Regions from separate parts of the Xenopus tropicalis genome. Here region 1 is linked to region 2. Evidence: chromatin contacts called from public Hi-C data. All regions are on one chromosome and are shown on one strand. The core of a region is the stretch at or near the end of the contact, and the rest is flanking DNA. Distances in the headings are between cores, read along the strand shown.

What was found. Hi-C and Micro-C count contacts between places; a contact is called where the count stands out from the background.
Region 1: a Hi-C map of neurula embryo shows a contact between it and region 2, with 2.3 times the contacts expected there. The contact joins the promoter of gchfr here to the promoter of rpusd2 in region 2. A contact is called at or near these places in 3 of 5 Hi-C or Micro-C datasets (brain, neurula embryo and tailbud embryo).

What each region holds. Positions count from the first base shown.
Region 1 is chr8:115,144,816-115,149,320 of UCB_Xtro_10.0, reverse strand. It overlaps gchfr (GTP cyclohydrolase I feedback regulator), which reads right to left and starts at 2,897. Exons shown (of 3, transcript NM_213715.1): 1 at 2,850-2,897. The coding sequence starts at 2,885.
Region 2 is chr8:114,978,032-114,982,977 of UCB_Xtro_10.0, reverse strand. It overlaps rpusd2 (RNA pseudouridylate synthase domain-containing protein 2), which reads right to left and starts at 1,400. Exons shown (of 3, transcript XM_002940499.5): 1 at 858-1,400; 2 at 305-601. The coding sequence starts at 1,304. LOC100216173 reads right to left here. Exons shown (of 8, transcript NM_001142142.1): 8 at 2,902-4,530. The coding sequence ends at 4,525.

The DNA of each region.
Region 1 (4,505 bases), core at 1,648-4,147, 160 kb before region 2:
AACCGCCATTGTTAGCGCATAAGGAACCCCATATAGCCAAAACACATACTGTACAAGAACCATCACTGAATGACAGACAAAGGTACATTTATCATAAATCACTCTTCCTAATGTAATTATTACCTATTTATGATGAGAATATAAATGATTCATTGTGCTCTAAAGTGAATAGAAGTAGTCCTGCCTTGCTTGCCATAAATTCTACTGACTCTAAACAAATTACACTGGTAAGGAATTATAGATCCATCCCTGGAGATGCGGATTTGTTGCTCTACACAATAACAGACAACTGGAAAAATAATCAGCGGCGTTTCGTTGGGGGGGACACAGCTGTGTGGGGACCCGCGCATCTCACAGTCTGATTGTCAGGCAGATGTTCCAAGCACGCACCCAGACACGGGAGAATAAAGTCACCATCTCCACCATTTCAGTGCTGCCTGTGCTCACAATAAAGAGGTGGCCACTTACATTTTTGGCTGCTTGCCACGTGCTTCTTGAGGTGCTGCTTATGCCCCTCACAGATGGCACTGAAAAGCTTTTGTTTTAAAGGGCATGTCAAACCCCAAAAATACATTTTTGCCTAATAAAAGAAAACATAATTCTAAGCAACTTTCCAATGTGAATTTATTAAAAATGTTTAGTTCTTTAAAAGTTATTCGTAAATGTATTTGCTATTGAAAGCAGCATTTTCTGAACTCCTGGTTGTTACAGTTTAAACAATGTTGCAAAGGTCAGTCTCCTTCAGCAAGTCAGGTCTGTCAGTCTGCTGCCTTGTGTTTCAAATGCCAGAGCCACCGGGGCAGGGAGTAGAAAAGGACTGGCAAACACTACTAAATTATATATACAAATAAGTTAAAAAACCATTGCAAATATGTAATGAATGTATGTTGCAAAGTTGCTTAGAACTATGTTTTCTTTTATTAAGCAAAAATTATATTTTGAGTTGACTTGTCCTTTAAAGCTAGCATAATAACAGGAATGGTGGTGTCCTTAATGTGTCTATCTCACAGTGAGAAGCAGCAGTGCATTTACTAATTCAGTTTGGCTGGCTATGGAATGCTGCTGGGATATCTTCCAGTTCGCTCACTTCTGGCCAACCTGCCAATAAGCAAGAAAAACTGGATTGTAGTACAATGGCAAATCTCGTGCAGCTCAAACTTGGGGTTATCATTTTAATATCAGCAGCCTTCCTATATCAGATTCCTTTCTTCCTTATTATTAACATTGGCAACAAGTATCATTTGCGCTGATAACATACCAGTCACGTGGTAACCCTACCTACGCTGGCATAAATCTGGGTGCTGTGCCTGCACCCAGAGCCATTGCATTGGACCTGCTGCAAGCACATTGAATGGATTTCAGTGCTGAAAAGTGCAAGTGTGCATTTCATATCAATATCCTCTCCATGTGCCTGTACCTGAGTTAATAACTCAATGGCCCCAAGTGCAGGCACAGGGAAAGACTGTTGCCAGGTGAAGCCTACCCGACCCGGCTTCTACCCTCTATTTATAGACCTGTACCTGCCCCGCCAATGACGTCACGAAAGGAGCAGGGCAGGCGCAAGTATAAATTTGGAAGCTGCCACCCACATGACTATTGCCGGGGTCAGTGACCCCTAATTGAAATCTGGGAAGCAGCAGAAGAGGAAGGCAAATATTTCAAAAACTATAAAAAAAATAAAAATAAAGACCAGTTAAAGAATAAAAGGACATTATATAACATGCTTACAGCTACCTTTGAAGTGACCTTCGATTGTGTGTGTAATTGTAAATGCCAGGAGTAAAACCTTTACAAGAGGATTAAGATCTGGGGTTTCCTGATTATATGGATCACCATACCCTACGTCTACCAAAAAAAGAGTAATAATTAAAAAATAAAAAAATAGGATTTTTTTCACCTCTCATATGGATTTATGCAACTTATTTACCATCACGTACAAGGTACAGGTATGGGATCCCTTATCTGGAAATCCGTTATCCAGACAGCTCCGAATTACGGAATGCAGTCTCCCATTTTAATCAAATAATTCAGAATTTTAAACCTGATTCCCTTTTTCTCTGTAATAATAAAACAGTTCCTTGTAATTGATCCCAACTAAGATAAAATTAATCCTTACTGGATGCAAAGCAATCATATTCGGTTTAATTAATGTTTTATTGATTTTTTTAGTAGACTTAAGGTACGGAGACCCAAATTACGGAAAGACCCCTTATCCTGAATACCCTTGGTCCCGAGCATTCTGGATAAGGGGTCCTATACCTGCACTGGCTTATTATTACAGAAAAAAACAAATAAGTAAAAAATAAAGTTATTTTTTTAAGCAGGACACAGTGAGAATTTGTACTGCAATAATGTGTGGATACTGGGTTTCCGTATAACAGGAAGTGATTTCCTAGCGCAGGGATTTGTAAATCCAGTGTCATCTCAGACTATTCCGCTGTCAGCAGATCCAGGTATTTCTAATCCAGTAACAGCTGAAGGGCTGAGGCAGATCCCACCATTGTGCCCCTGGGGCTGAATTACTATCAGCAGTGCCAAACCATTAGGAATCAGCTTTGGAAAGCAAATAAGTGACTGTTTGCTATTGCTAATCACATTGCTGCTGTTACACTAACCCGGCCTAATGCATTCACATGGAACATTCCATACATACATATATATATATATATAAGAGTCGCCTTACAGAAAGTAACATATTTTCCTTTCTTGCTGCAGAAGGAAACTGTTGTGTTAATGAATGACAGGAAAATGAAAAGAGCAATGCCAAGAGGCAGGTATAGAGAGACACATACACCATGCAAAGCAATGGCAGCACAGCAGGCACATCCCCACTCGCTGCTCCCACTCACCATACGGATCTGGGTGCTGATGAGTACATAGGGCATGCTGGCTGCTGCTCTCGGCACGACTCGCTCCTGCTTATTGCCACTCTACCTGCCTGCTACCAGCTAAGCAGACGACCTTTAGCACTCAGCCAATAGCCAGGCGTTCCTGCCTCTGATGTCACTGTGACGTACACGGAAGCCCGTTCGCTGGAGGAGAAGAACCGGTTGGTTGGTACCGTAGGGGCTGCTAAAGCAGATTACAGTAACATGTGTGTGGCTATTTGCTGGCCAAGCTCCATAAGCTTTCCTTTGTTTGGCAAGTCAGCTAATGCAGCAGTGAGGCTGGGGGGTGAGGGGTTATGGGTTCATTATTACTGAGCCGGGTCTGTGTGTTAGTGGAGCAGAGAAAGATGGCTGTGTAGCAGGGAGACTAGGAACGGACCCGGGGAGCTAGTGCAGCCCCTGAGATACAGGGATCCGGAGGAAGGAACGGCAGGGAAAATACTCACCTCCTTCAGTGCTTCCCCAGTCTGTATTGCAGGCACAATCCTTTCCTGCTCAGCTGAACCTACCCTGCCTGCACCAGCCCCTCCTCCCCACCTGTAAATGCACATCATTCACTCCTTCCCTTGGGCAAGTCAAGTGGCAGTCACCTTAAGCTGGCCATACACGCACCGATACTATCGTACAAAACCTCGTTTCGTACGATATTCGGTGGTGTATGGTATGTCGGCGAGTCGACCGATATCGCAGGAAGCTGCTGATATTGGACGACTCGCCGATCGGCCAGGTTAGAAAATTTTGAACGGGCGCCATAGAAGGCGCCTGACCAAAATCTGCCCTCAGGGCTGAATCGGCAGAAGGAGGTAGAAATCCTATTGTTTCTACCTCCTTATCTGCTGTTTCAGCCCTGACTGTGTGTGGCGGATCGTTAGATCGCCACGTGTATGGCCAGCTTAAGTGTGTGGCAGGTCTGGTATTCAGAACAGGCATTTCCAGTACACAGAGGTCCACACATGGAGCCTAATAAATAGCAACTTACAGCAGCTCCTCTGGCATTTGAACCCACAGACTGCCAGTCCAGGCCTGATGTGTGGCACTTCCTTTCTCTTCCCATGCAAGTGCATGTTATGCCAGAGGTAGCAATACATTTATAGAGTTAAAAGGCTTTCTTAGTATGGGCAAGCTGCTATCTAAGGGTGAAGACACACTGAGCTACTTAGTAACAGCTACTTTTTCGTGGCTACTAAACACTAGAAAATACCCTGCCATAGGCAATACTGAGAATTGCCTTTGCTAAAACACACGTAGAGACAATTGTCATTAAATGATCAGCATTGTCTATTTTAGTGGCCACAACAAGTAGCTGCTACTAGTAGCTCTGTGTGTCTTCACCCTAAAAGAGTATCCAGAGCAATATCTTAGGTACATGGGTAGTGATGTATTATGCAGCTTTGCTTGTGATGCAAATAATGTAGTGCTGAGAATGGAAGATTACTCTCAGCCACTGTAAGCAGTAGGGTTATTCTAGGAGACTGAGGGTCCAAGGGCAGCTCAGTTTATATTTCTACCCTATATCATTACCCTATATCACTCTGGCAGGCAGCCTGGATTGCAAGTGTTCAACTGGAGAGTGTGAAACATGAGCAGCAAGGGGTAACAGCAACTGAAGGTCTACAG
Region 2 (4,946 bases), core at 151-2,650:
TCACAATATAAATACAATATAAAACTTGTTCAATAAACAAAGTTATAAGCAACTTTAGCACTAACAGTTTAATGTAATAAGTCTTACGTTTGTCCACATCTAGTAACCCATAGCAACCAATCAAAAGACCAGTAAATGCTACCTGCAGATTGGATACTTTAGATATCTAGACAACAAGCATATATGTGATAGACACGGTTAGACAGAACGGTACTTATAGATATCTATTACTACATAGTATTAGTAATTTCAAGGTACACAGTACCTTAACTCCCCAGAAGCACTCGGTTCTGTCCCTCCTTACCTGACGCTGGCGCACTTGCTCATCAATCTTCTTAGACACTTCTAAGGTCTTGGCAAACATGAGCACCCCAGAGGTCATGCGGTCCAGCCTATGAATAGTGTGCAGCCCCTTCAAATTGTACTCCTTGCCCAAGATGAATATGACCGTGTTGTGTCGGAAGCGGCCACATGGGTGGACAGGCAGGGAAGAAGGCTTATCTATGACAACCATCTCATCGTTCTCTGCTAGGATACGCAGCGGCTCAGCCGTAACGGGAGGCTCATGGCGATGCACAGTGTTCCTAAGGAAATCGTTATTCTGTAATACAAATAAACACATTTGAGAAGGTTAAATTGGACTTGGACATTTCATAAGTTGTGCAGAGAGAGGGCTACAAATAGAATGAGTAGTTCAGTGTGACTGATACATAAAGAGGTACAGAGCCCAGACAGGGAGGACAGGGAAAATGCTAAATAGAGAGCAGGCCCCATACACAGCTCAGGGTAGGGGACCCGTACAAAGGAATAAGCACACACATACACTGACAGAATCCCAGGCAGACCCATAACCCCACCTTGAGCACAACATTCAGATCCCGGACTGTCTCCTCGTTAAGCCTGAGCCTGCCAGCCTGGGCCGCCTGCTCATAATACTCCAGCGGCTCCGCCCGGAACTCCTTGCCGAACACCTCCAGCAGACTCTTCCCTACCCATCGGCCTTTGCAGTAGGTCTCGAAATCAAAGTAGTAAGGGCGGACCTTGCGCAGCCCGTTCTCCAAGTAGGTCTCCGTCTCTCTGAAGTGCTCGTCCCCGAAGCTCACCCCTACTTTCCGCTTTACCGGAGGCGGCACATGCCGGTCCCCATCTCCCGCGGCCTTCCGCTTCTTGTGCCTCCGCTTCCCTGCACCCTCCCCAGGCTCGCCATTGGGCTCTTTTCTTTTAAGCGACCCTTCCGACATGACAGCGGCTACAAACCTATTGCCCAGTGCCACTAGCCACCTTGCTGACTGGGCTCTAATCATGCCCTGCCAGACACATGGAAGCGACAGCTGTACCGGCGCACGCTGATGACGTCACGAGGCAACTCCAGGCTAAAGCGTGTAATCTAGCGACCCCTAGTGGCGCCCAAGGCACCCAATTCCAGGGTGAGATTTTTAGGATGTGCTAATTAATGTTATTGTTAATTATTATTTTATTTGAGGATGTGATTGCCTTGCAGCAGAATTTAAGCTGACAGTAACTGTGAGGGAAAGGGTCAGGTGACTTAGGTCCTAATTACAACATATTTTCCCGTGGAGTGAACCATGATTGTATCTGTATGTTCACTTTTAGTCTATTATAGCTTGGCTTGTTAAAAGCATCTCCTCAACTGCTCTTCATTATTTAGTATTTTTTTTCCATTAGTTGCTGCTTTATTCTGGCTCATTCAGGTTAAAGCTGCAAATACTGTTTTTTGGGGTCACTGACCATGGCAACCAAGTGAAAGATTACCTGGGAGGCCTTTATATAATTATTGTTATTATTTTAGGTCTTATTTACCTCTACTATTTATCTTCCGTTTTGAATTCCAAGCTGCTTCCTGGATGCTAGGGTAGCAACCAGATCCAAGGCTGACATCAGTAGAACAAAAAATGAAATAAAATAAATATAAAATGGTCATAGAATTCAGTTGTCTATACAATAAAACAAGTTATCTCTAAAGTAAGTTACGGGTATTTTTGTTTTTTGAGGGGGGGGGGTGCAGATTTACTCTACCTGTGCCAATTTGCCAAACTGTGACACCCCACTCTTTAGTGTACCAAGGGACTTGGATGAGTTCTTGAACAAGCATCATATTATAGGCTATTGCAATACTAATATCTACAGTTAGTATTGATGTTGGTATATAGGGTTTATGTACGTGAGGCAAAAGGGGCAACAGGCCCCTCCCCTGCTGAGGTCCTTATCATGGCTTTCTATAATGCAAAGAATATATTACAAACTCCTCTAACATTTAAAGCTCTCCATCTCACTACATACCTTCTCGTGTGTCTCCATACATTCCTGGCCAACTCCTCCGCTCCTCTCAGAACTGCTTGGTTGCACCCAGGGCCTGGTAACTTAAACAGCCAAAATGTGATGCGGGCCTCCTCTGATACAGAAAACCTAAGCACGGTGGGAGCAAGGGGGTGGCATGAACTTGGCCGCCTGAGGCAGCTAGGACCCCCCCCCCCCCACTACTACTACTACTACTACTACTAATGCCCTTTCCCATCTTAAACCTTTCTGCCTTGCTGCTCCTTATATTCAGAATGCCCTCCCTGAATTCCTCCGGAAAGAATCCTCCCTCAGTCTCTGCAGAACTAAACTGAAGGAGACCTGACCCAGTTCTGGCACTATTGCAGTGTCACCCACTGTAACCTACAGCACTTAATATCCTCCAATTACAGTCTGTAAGTTACTCTCCCATTTCAATTGTAAGCTCTACAGGGCAGGTATCTTCTTCCTCTCATCTCTAACACTTAGGGACAGATTTATCAAAAAGTTAACATACTGCAAGAAAGCAATTAATGGCATCCAGCAAACATGGTCAGGAGTCACACAGTTCTTTTTGTACAACCTTCATGTTGAGCATAGAGATACATTTTGATTAAAGCTTTATTAAACCCTTTACATGAACACTTGTACAGCAGTCTCAGAGTAGATACAAGCATGTATATTATTTACAGTCCAATGTTTCATGGTACAAATATTCCAAAAGACATCTAAACAAGTGAGTCCAGCGGCTGCTGCATCCCACAGTAAGTTATGTGTTGTTCTTTATTTATAGGAGTCACTGTTTTACCATTAGGCACAGGTTGTACAGACTGTGCTCTGCACCTTGCAGCACAGCATATTGCCTGGAATGCCAATACTACTTGACCCAACTCTGGCATTAAGTATAGGGTTCTGGAGTGCCTTTGACCCCCATCACCCCTTCTTTACATGCCATTAATGACACAAGGAAGAGCTTACCAAGTGACCCCACTCCTTGCCTCTATGCATACAGTACTGCATACACAGACCAAGGAACACAAACAGCTGTGCCACTGAGAAGGGTTGTCAAGATGCCTTATGGGCAGAAAACATAGGACTTTGTGGCCCTGTTGTACAAGAGGCCTCCAGGCTATATACAATCAAGCTGCCTTGCATAACTGGAGCGCTTATATTAGTGGAGTGTTGGTAAGATTTCAACACAGAACAAAATAGCTTTTGCATGGGTGCAAAAACTGCTGAGTTAAAACCTCTGTGTGCACCACAATTGGCTGTGTGGGCTGGTGTTAAAATTAATCGGGGCTTAAAGGGGACATTGAGCAGGATTACAAAAATAGATGTATTCCATAGTACTCTGTTTCTTAACCTTGGGTTCCCATGTTGCTGGACTACAACCCCCATGGTCTTCAACATCTGATAAAGGATTCATTTATGCTAGGAGTTATAGTTCAACAACTGGGGATCCAAGGCTGAGAAACAGGGCTGAAGTAATATCCCATACTAACCAGTCAGCATTTTGTCAACCATGATAAAATGAATAAGAACCAAGATTGTGATTGTCTGTAAAGGTTTTCATTCATCCAGGTCATGATATATCTGCAGTAATAAGTCAATTCAACTGGACTTGCTGTGTTTATTCTCTTGAAAATGTTTCGCTAGTTATCCGACTGGTTTTCTCTATTCAAAATGACTTGTACATGTCACTACAGATACAAAATTCTGATTGGTTAGTTTGGTGATTCTAGTCCAGTTCTGTACATAAATATGCCCAATAGTACAAGCTCCAGAAAGCATAAGGCTTGCTTCATGGCAATGGCTATTTCTGTTGCTCAAGCAGTTATGCATATAGCTTCCTTGATATCTTGGCCTGACTTTAGTAAACAAAGGATACTGGGTATACAATAATGTTACTTTACAGTTCCTGATGCTGTAAATCCACTGTTTTCCTGCAGGTAAGTGTCATTAAATTATAAGTTATTTATTCTCTTATATAAATTAGTCTCTTGGTAAATACAATTTGTATTAATCCCTTCCTTAGCTTATAATCAGGCTCTCTCACATTGCGCGGATATATCTAAGCGTTATCACAGCACACTCAGCTCCACCTCTCACCATGCAGAATATGTCAGCGGGAGCATTATGGCTGCTTCCCAACGTACTCTTCCTGTAGACTAATCGTCAAGTCTTCTTCTTATCCATTTCCCTTTGTCTTTATGCAGGTTTCAGTGTTCATCCCTACAGTAAGGGGAAGAAAAGATGCAATAAACAGTGGTACTTTATATGCACAGCAGCTGCTTGACTATTCACATTTAAACTAAATGAAAATACAGATTTTTCAGGTTAACTAGTTAGTAGTAATCGCTTGCCAGGACTTGAATCCACTGACATACACTGTGGCAACAAACAAAAATCTTCAGCACTTACATACATATTTTCAGAGGGTGCTTGACTTCCACAGCCGCTCCCAAGGCTTTTTTTTTTCCATGTATCTTTGCAAAGGGGAAGAAGCACTCCAGTCTGTCGGCAATGCCTTTAAATCGTATTGTTAATTAACAATAAAATTTAAAGGCATTGCCGACAGACTGGAGTGCTTCTTCCCCTTTGCAAAGATACACTGTGGCGACCCAACCCAATGAGAACAGACTTGCCAG